Linked DNA regions of Zea mays: region 1 is linked to region 2. The links are chromatin contacts, called in public Hi-C maps. All regions are on one chromosome and are shown on one strand. Each heading gives the region's core, a stretch centred on a gene start, on an enhancer-like site or on the middle of the called end of the contact. The rest is flanking DNA. Distances are from core to core; before and after follow the strand shown.

Evidence for each region. Hi-C and Micro-C count contacts between places; a contact is called where the count stands out from the background.
Region 1: a contact with region 2 is called in a Hi-C map of tassel, with 4 times the contacts expected there. The contact joins the promoter of LOC541615 here to the enhancer-like site in region 2. A contact is called at or near these places in 4 of 25 Hi-C or Micro-C datasets (ear, leaf and tassel).

Annotation. Positions count from the first base shown.
Region 1 is chr1:15,199,933-15,204,937 of Zm-B73-REFERENCE-NAM-5.0, reverse strand. It overlaps LOC541615 (sucrose transporter 1), which reads left to right and starts at 3,124. Exons shown (of 13, transcript NM_001305791.2): 1 at 3,124-3,246; 2 at 3,329-3,577. The coding sequence starts at 3,392.
Region 2 is chr1:15,132,887-15,137,910 of Zm-B73-REFERENCE-NAM-5.0, reverse strand. No RefSeq gene overlaps it. Among protein-coding and RNA genes, the nearest start is that of LOC100283939, 44 kb to the right of the region's middle. Within about 2 kb of position 2,865, at least 20 of the 20 cell types and tissues checked have an H3K27ac peak or open chromatin away from gene starts, as enhancers often do. A contact at or near this core is called in ear, leaf and tassel, where this site is marked.

The sequences.
Region 1 (5,005 bases), core at 1,875-4,374, 67 kb before region 2:
TTAAAAGATGTACAGAGAGCCTGCATGCTCAGTGAGAAAAGATGTAAGAACGTGGGTGTTAATCACATAGTACATATCTGTCCGCCAGCGCGGACCGATGTTCTTACTTCGGCCATCACAGGCACGCAGAGACGCCACGTGTATGTCGAACCGACGTAATTAGCCCATGTGGCATTAAGTATGTCGGTTAACTGACATTCTTAAAAAAAAATAAAAATATATAAAATATGTTTTGGCTTCCTCCCAGGATGGAAGCCTCCAGAACAGTGAACAGGTATACAACAAAAAAAAAAAACAGAGTATCACATACAACAGTTAACAAAGTATATCACATATATTGGCCAAGTCCAAACATACTGGTCAATAAGTCCATCCGTAATCCAAACATAGTCCAAACATTCTTCACTCTAAAGGTTGGTCGTCGTAAGCTTCACCACTTGGGTTAAAATAGCTGGTTCACAAAAATCATATTGTGTTATAGAGTTCAACGTGAACCCGAACACTAAAAGAGATACAATACATATGTCAGATTGTCATACAGCTTGAATTACTGCATTTTCCAACTCTAGAGCTCAAGATACTCAAATTGGTCTTAACTTACCGCTCCTGGCTATGGCAGTGGTTGTGACGACCATTGAGCAAATCCCCACGACATTTGTGGTTGTCTTATATAAGGATATCCCTAAGGTATATGCGACGTTGTCTACGCTGACATCTGCGGCGACGTCAAGAACATGCCCGATTGGGAGGTCCCCAAGGCATCATTTGGCCTCCTATCAAACCCGGAGCAGAATCGATATTTTGGGAGCTATTCTCGAAACCCTGTAACAAGAGAATCAGTTTCATGTTCATGATTTATAACTCTAACTTGAATGTGATACACGAGTTTACATGTGATGCATCAGTGAATGAAGGCGAGAGGTAGTTTGCTAGTTGGCCAGACGACATCTGTTGTGGAACGATGGACGACGCTGGTAGAACGTAGGTATGTTGAACTGAGATGCGGCACTACCGTATGCCTCACAACAGTGATTCGGCAGTAGGCTAAGAACCGAATGGAATTAACATATAATGATGAGAGTTAGTTATCTTCGTTGGTAAAAGGTTAATTTTCGTCCGTACCTAGCTGACGGGAATTACAATTCCAGAATTATTTAATTTCTAGCGGTTCATTGTAGCCGACAGGAGTTACCGTGCATGGGGTAATAACTCCCATTGATACCACCAGTCGATGGTAATTAAGGTCACATCAGCTAAAACTCCCTTCGATCGGCTTTACTATAGTCGACGGGAGTTAACCTGTTTTGCTGCAAACCCAGCATCCTGTTTTCCCATTTTCTCATCCAGTTTAAACAAAACATCAAGCATATAATAGATATCCATTCACACACATCATACAACTCACATACTTCACATTACAAATTCATCAAACCAACACATAGCCAAAAAGTAAGTCCTCACGCATCCTCGTATGCTCCAACTCCTAGGATAAAACAAAACTTAAGGCTTAGTAGTTAACTTGTATAGGATAAAATACAGTAAAACAAAATCATAGTGTAGCTCAGTAATATCATGCACTAGAGAGGAAATACGAAAATAAAGCGCTACATGGGAAATAGAAAAATAATTTGCAAAGAGATAAATTAAGAAAACTATTTAAATAAAAATTCCTATTTTATCCCTCGATTTTAGCTACCAAAGAGGTAAAAAAATGGCAACGTACGGTGATCTAATTGGAGAAGTCATTTTGGCAATATTTGTCATTCTGATCGGAGAAGCTATTGAAGATTTGTTTAATTAAAATCTCTATTGCTATCAATACAAGAAAATATAAAGAGGGTCTTAAAGCTGTTTTAAATAAATTGAAAATATTAGTAGAAAATGGAGAACATAAAAAAATTAAATACATCATTATAGTGAATATATAGAGAATTTGATCCGTAGTATATAATACTCCCTCTGTCTCTAAAAAAATGTCGTTTGACTTTTCTGAGATCATGTTTGACCAGCTCATTTTATTCAAAAAAATTCATAATTATCATTTATTTTCATTACGGTTTAGTTTATCATACCATTTACTTTAACAATAAACTAAAGTTTTCTATATTTTCACAAATATTTTGAATAAAACAAATTGATCAAAGTTGGCCTCAAGAAAGTCAAACGACATCCTTTGTGAGACGGAGGGAGTAATACATAAGAGAATAAAAAATAAAATATATCGCACCACAAAGGGATCAAACCAGCCAATCTCCAAGATATGAGCCCAAAAGCTACAGACCACCTAATCACATTCTCTCTGGTGCTTGAAGCTGTAAATGTTTTCCATATAGTTTAAAACTTCAGTGTTTAATATGTGTTGGTCCTGCACCTGCACTACATATATGGTATACCATGGTCGCTCTATCCGGCATATCCTATGGATCCATCCCTAGTTGGAGAATTGAGAAGAAGAAAAACGGCCATCCGCACAAAGGCTCACGTGTATTACGATGAAGGTAGGTACCATCGAGCGACATGGTTGCGGCTTGTGCGGCGTACGTGTTTGTGGGACTCTCCATCCATCCCCAGCACGTCACTCTCTGCTTGGACGAACGCACGCAGATGCAGACGCAGTGGACCATTCGTAGTACCGCTAGGTTGTGCGTGTTCTCTAGTGACGATACGACTGACGACACGAACAGATCAGCCAGGCCAGCCAAGAAGCGCAGCCACAGGCGATCCGGGCGGCGCCTGTGCATGGCCGAAACTGGAGTGGAATCGCTAGGTGCACCCGGGGGGTGATAGAGGATTCGCAGCCTGGCGAAGCTAGACCGGACGATCTGGAGGCAGCGGCTGCAGATGGATAAGGCAGGCAGGCACTCCTGCAGGCTGCAGCACCCTGTGGGCTGTGCCGTGGGCCTAGCATAGCAGTAATTAATAATTGCGCCCTGGGGGAGTGAGTGCTGGTAGGATGGCGGGACGAGTGGCCGCATCCGCGGGCAGGCTAGGCTCGCATCGCATAGCAGCTAGCGTGGTCCGCGCACGCCAGGCCGCGGGCCGGGCTGGGCCGGCCGGGGTCGTCGCGCGCCACGGCCTTTAAATGCCACACCATCTCCCCCGCTCCAAACACCCACACCCACACCACACCTCACGTCTCCTCACTACCCGCGCTCTCAGGCAGCGCACCTCGCTCCTCCTCCCCCACAGCGCTTTCCATTTTCGTCTATCTCCCGAGAACCCTCCTGCGCCTCCCAAAGCTCTCTTGTTCGTTGCTCCCCCCCCCCCCCCCCCCGTGCTGGTTAATCATCCCCTTCGATTTCGATCACATACATATAATCTCTCTCAGCTATCGCGGCCGCGCGCCTGATCGACGTACGACCGGTCTGGTACGTACGTGTGCTCGCCCGCCATGGCTCGCGGCGACGGCGAGCTGGAGCTGTCCGTGGGGGTCCGCGGCACCGGCGGCGCGGCGGCGGCGGCGGCGGACCACGTGGCGCCGATCAGCCTCGGCAGGCTCATCCTCGCCGGCATGGTCGCCGGCGGCGTGCAGTACGGCTGGGCGCTGCAGCTCTCCCTCCTCACGCCCTACGTGCAGGTATACACACACACATATAGACGTCGTACTGCCTAGCTACATACCCTTCATCGTCACCACCGACACGCGACGCGAGATCGCGCCTCCGCGCGTGTGCACGTATACTATACGTGCGTGTACATGCGGCGGGGCGGCATGCACGGCGAGCGCCGTACGTGTCTTGCTTGCAAATAAACGATACTACCGCCGATCATGCATGATGTTCTATATTCAACCGCTATTTTACAAAAGCTAATAATAAGCAGGTGCCATATACACACATTTAATGAGTAGTAGTTTGAATTTGAAAAAGGCAGAGAGCATCTTTTCGATGACCAGTAACGACGTAATGGACGTTTGATCCTGTCTTTGTCTCGTCAAACCCACGAGAGAAAAAAAAGTAGAGTAAGCACGTAGTACACACTGAGAATCAGCATATATATATCTGCACGTACACATGTGTGGCCAAAAAAACTTGCAGCTGATAGCTACGTATACACTTGGTCGTTTCTACTTGATGTATGTGGGTGGTTTTGTTTAGATGAATTATATACTCCGTATGAACTGGAGCAGTGCTTCACGATCGAAATAATTAAACTGGAAATCCTGCTTCGTCCCTTACTTCCTGCTCCGCCACCCAAATATATATGTTGTGCCTACTTTTCCTCCGGACCGGCTAATTACTGCCGAAATAAGCTGGGAAGAACACAGCTTCTTCTCTCTTCCTTCTTTTCATTGCATGCACATACAAAAGTCAAACCTTTCAGAAACGTTTCTATGTGCACGGCAGACGTGGTGTGTGTGTGACGTACAGTAGGCACTGGTATTGTTGTGACCACCTGCCAGTATTAATACACTACTGTACTTTCATCTGCCACCTCGTATGTGCCAGTCTTGGGTCCCTAGGCCCTAGCATATGCATGACCGAAGAAGCAGATAGCCTTGCCGAAAAAGACGCAGGATCGTCGGAAGGAAGACGGTGCCTGCCCTGCCTGCATGGTCGGTCGGTGTACCGTGTGCCGTGTGTGTACCTCAGCTGCATGCAGTACGCACGTCTCTCTCGTCGAATGAATTCGCTGCCCAGCCAGAAGTTTCCAAAAGGCCCTACCGCCGCTACCCCGGCCGGCGGCCGGATAAAGCCTAAAGGAAACCTGTGCATCGGCCCGCGCGCCGCCCAAAGCTCCGAGACAAAAGACCACACACGTTATTACGTATGGCCGTGCCTAACAAACCGCAACCTTCCGCGCTTTCGTTCGTTGTTAACATGTAGCAACAAGAACAAGAACTCTCCGATCGAGCTAGCTAGCTAGCTAGTTACGTACCTGTCCATCGATCATGTCGGATCTGAAATGTTTCAAAGCCAAGAGCACACACAATTATTCCCGTCCTTCTTTTTTTCTTTCTTCTGTAGCCATGGGAACATTTATATCCGTGCCTATTCGCTCGTCG
Region 2 (5,024 bases), core at 1,616-4,115:
AAATTCCAGATTAAATTTCGAATATAAATCATGACAAAATCACAAGCACTGAAGTAAAAAGTCAAATCAGATGATGCGTACTGATCAGACATACTGATAGATGGCGCGCGCCGGAATCAGCAGGGTCGACGACGTCGAAGTAGCGAAATTAGTAGGGTCGACGAGGTCAGTCAGATCACGAGCAGTCGCGTGAAGACGCTTCCCAAAAACCTTATTCGGCCTCTCCTGGTGCAGGATCTAGAAGACGAAGGGTTCCGGAGACCTGCTCTCCTAATCGCAGATGCACCTCTACGATTGGGATGAAGAGAACTAGAAGGCGGCTCAGCTGTGAAGAGAGGCGAAAGCGAATTGGGATGATTTGGAGGCTGGCTGCCGGGCTCCTTTTATAGGGCCGAGTCCGCGACCCCTGGTCTTATCCGCCCACGAAAATCTCGCAATCAGTTGAGATTTTATAGCGATCGGTTAGCATAGACGTAACAGTCAAGAAACCAAAAAATCGAACGGCAAAAGGTAGTCGCGCCCCCGCAAGGCGAGGGACCGGATTTCGGCGGACCATTCACGCGCATGTCGTGCGTCCTTCGCCCCGCCCAGGCCAGGCCAGGCGAGCGAGCGCGCGCGCGCGTGTGGCTCTCCACATTCTTTCCTCTCATCCATGACTTGGTGAGTGAGTGTGGCTTCCATATTTAAGCTAGCTCTACTCCACTGGAGCTAGCAATATGGTGCTAATGGTTCCACCTATCCTCTAGCCATCCTCTTGTATGGGCTTTTGAGCTTTTCTGGGATTTATTTGAATTTCTTAATTGGGCCAAGCCCATAAATCCTAACAATAATACTCTGATGTTTTGTGACATTTATCTCTATACACTCTGTTATTATATATGCTGTCTTCTTGGCGCATGTATGAGATGCACCTGGCTTTATTCCTTAAAGCCGGGTGTGACAGAAGTGGTATCAGAGGAAATGTTGACTGTAGGACGAAACCTAGATAGAAATGGACAAACTCTTACCTACTTACCTTACTATGATTCATTCCATACTTACCTTATCTTGATCATGTCTCACCTTTTACTTTTCTACTCTGATTACTCTTATCTTTTGTACCTCGAAACCAGATGGATTTCACACCTTGGAATCCTACAATTATGATCTTTTTAAGAGATAGGGAACCTAAGACGAAATTAAAACTATTTAGAAGGAGAACCAGCTTAGGTTATTCACTCACACACAAAGTAGGAAACTATGATATGTGCACAGCCCATCTGGGAATAATTGGGCCGTCGAAACACTATGGTTTTCATAAAATTTGGTCTGAACAACAGTTTTTTCTTTTTTTCTTTTTCCGTTCCAGGTTCAGTGCAAAGAGGAAGAACCAAATCTCATCCGTGGCGATATGATTAAACATCGCCCGTTTCTGACTGTCCTAAAATCCGGCTGCAGCGACAGGGAAGAAGAACGGCAACGACCAGCATGGGGATGCAGGGCTGGTGCCATGCATTTCTCGGAAAAGCGCTGAGTACGTCGCCGAGACCCCGACGACGTGTTGGGGCGCTGCTCGGCCGATTCGGCCTCTGCCTGGCTCGTCTGACGCTAGACGGGTAAAGAAGAACAAAAGTTTTGCCGCGATTTTCGGGGCCCCCAAAGCACCTACTAGCTAGCCCACGTCACCGTCCCTCACAACTCGTCAGCCAATGCAAGTGTTTGCGGAATTGCGGTTGAAACGTAATCTGGATCTGTTGTGTTGTTTGTACCACAATGATTTGTCGTTTGGATTTTGTCTTTTGCACCGTGTAATGTTTGTTGAAATTCAAACAGGGGCAACGGCGGAAAATTGTTAGGCCACAGCTTTGCACAAGCAGCACGACAACTAGCCAGAGGACCGTTGGATTGGATGGGCGGCCTGAGGCCGAATGAAACCAGACCAATGGGCCTGCCTGAGGCCCAAATGAAACGGCGATACCGAAACTGCGGTCGTGGGAACTCTACTCTGGCTCTGCGTCTAGCACTAGCAGCAATAATAATAATCTAAAACACGACGGCATGCAGCGGATGTTCTGTTTATTAATTAGCCCCGCTGGGACATTCTCTTCTGCCCCAGCGTTTGCCACCAAGGACGCTAGCTAGCCGGCGGGGCGGTAGCACTGGCAGCACGTTCCCCGTTCATTCCAGGGCCAACTAGCAGTAGTTTAATTAGGAGCAATGCTTAGTTAACAACCGCAGGCTCAGGTGGTGCCGTGGGCGAATTAGCCGTCGGCGCAGGGGCGGGCGCAAGTGGATGTGTGGATGGCATAGAAGAAACGTATGCGCAGGCAGTGGAGGCGAAGACGATCGAGATCGATGTGGGTGGCAGTGGCACGTGAGGGGTTGGGCCGGGCTCGCGGAGAAAGAAGGTTCCAAACGGCTTGTTCCTACTAACCAGCAGGAAATATGTACAGCGCACAGATCCCATTCGTGAGAGGATCATCCATCCATCCATCCATCGAGTGACGATCCACGGACTACTTAGAGTGAGGTTCGTCATGACTCATGGCATGGGTAGTGCTAGCCGTGCAGGGAGGGGGGACTGGAGCGACTAGCTCTAGAGAGAGTCGTAAATAGCTAGAAGGGGTCTGGTGCTCAGGTCCAATCCAACGGAACGCAGCCAGCGCACACGCACGGTACGTGCAGGTGGATCGGATACGACGACGCGCAGCGACACGCATGGGATCTCCCACAACCACAAGGCCACCACCAGCGCCCCTCCTCTCCTAACTAACATGGCCATGTGCCGCTGGCCTCGCGCGGACGCACGCCAGGCCAACCAGCGGCAGAGGGCCACCCGGCCGGTTCGCAGTAGCAGGGAGCACCACCCCGGGACGGTGGGCCCGCGCCCATGAGCCATGTACGCTGCACGTCTCGCTGCATCATATATCGTGTGCATCCGTTCCATCCCATGCTCAGTAGCTCAGCGTCCCGGCCTGTTGCGATCGCGTCGTCGATCCGGTCTTCTCTCGCTCTTCTCTTGGCGTTTACTGCTCTCTGGAACCTCATGCATGCCATTGTAAAGCTGTAACCGACGCGACCGCATCATCGACGCCCGGTCGTCGTCACAGGGCAACGGCTGCCGGCACACGAGCCCCACGCGAGGGGGCCGGCCGGGCTACGTCGTGCACGGATCGCCTGGACTGGACCGGATCCGATCTGAGGGCCGCAAGCATCCACATGCGCGGTGCACGGCGGCGTACATGTCAATCGCTGCCCGAAATTTATTAACGCGTGGTCGCGTGGGAGATCAGGGATGATGGCCTGGAGTCCTGGAGGAGCCGCTAACGCAAGCCACAATCCAGACAGCATCATCCATATGCATGGGATCGAGTATGGGTAAGATGCATGAGTGCGCACCCATCCATCAGTGTACCCATCTGTCGGCGTGGCCTGCACTGCCTAGCTAGTGTCACTGCACTGCACATATATGTTCCCTCCCGCCCGCCGCACACTGTACCAATTTGATGTTGTAAAACTTTGTGCCTTTTCATGTACTTCTGTTAAATTTGAGATATTTTATTTCTCTAAAAAAATAAAAAAAAAACTTTACAATTTGGAACGGTTCGGAGCCCCCGTACGTACCTCCTATTGCTGCGCGCTGCTCACGGTTAGCTGTACCAAATGCGTGTACGTGTAATGTGCGGCGCGCCGCGCGCCAAACAGACAAACATGTGGATCGGCCAGGACCCCAGGCTGGAGTCAGGACGGACCGACGGAGGGTCGCGTTCCCTTTTTTTTTTCCCGAAGAAATTTCTTTGAGGAGAGCAAGGAGCTCTTTTGATTCACTTATTATCACTAATCAGGCACTTTATGAAACTATGTCACGTCAAACTGCACGTATAAAAGAAGAAAATTGACATCCGAACTTCGAATGGCCGAACGGTTGGACCGTTGGATGGACCAAAATTGGACTTGAATACAATGGCGCCCTGGCTGGCTGGCTTTCCCAATTAATGCCTATGCAGCATGCATCTAGTATACGAAAAGGGTTCAGCTGGACAGAGATGGCGCCCAGGATCCATTATTTTTCCCAAGGATTTGCATGCACCTGGCTTTCCAAACACCTCTCTTGCTACTTTACTTTACAGTTCCCTCATTATGCGCGTAGAGCACGCATAACATGCATGCGCTGCTGCCGCCTACTATGATAGTATGATGGAGCGAGATACGCGCTACTCATTTCTCCATCAAGTTGGAATCATGCGTACACTGTCATTGGGCCATCATCAATGCAACTTTCTCCGATGAAAACACTTGTAATTATTACATTCTTGTCAACATGTTGACACGTCTTGTGCAACATGCATTGGGCCGTTTTTTTTTTTTTTTTTTTTTGCGTTTTCCTAGTGCCAACCATCCTTCATCATTCTATTCTTTCAGCTAACCGTTGGTACTGTACACGTTGGCGCTGTTTGGGTAGAGGATCATTCGGTAAGGACGATAAAGCGATGTAAAGGACATCGGAAAGGTAACAAAAGTTGCATCAACAAATGTACGTAGGTTGTACACAAAGAAGACAAAGGTACAATAGAATCTAGGATCCTAGTGATTTTGAGGGGTTAGCCTTTATGATGTTAGTCCCTTATTTGTCCTTTAGCCAGCTTCACTTAGAGACGTGTTTGGCATCAAAGTTTTGGAGGAATCCATAAAACTGCACTACGTATTACTCACTACCGGCAAAAAAATTTGTCGAGTGTCGAAAAGCACTCAGCAAATTAATAATAAAAAAAATAAAAAAATATCAAAACATTTTTTTTTAAAAATTATAGGAACAACTCTCCAACCTTCAACCATACCTTTTACCTTACCTATTGCCCTATCATTTTTCACTATTATTTTGAATCAAAGTTATATGTTTTGTGAATGGTGAGATTCGAACTCGCAACCTCTCTCTCGCGCATACCCTCCTATACCACTACACTACTGTCGGGGACCATAATTAGGGGTACCCTCAAGGCTCCTAATTCTCAGCTGGTAACCCCCATCAGCATAAAGCTGCAAAG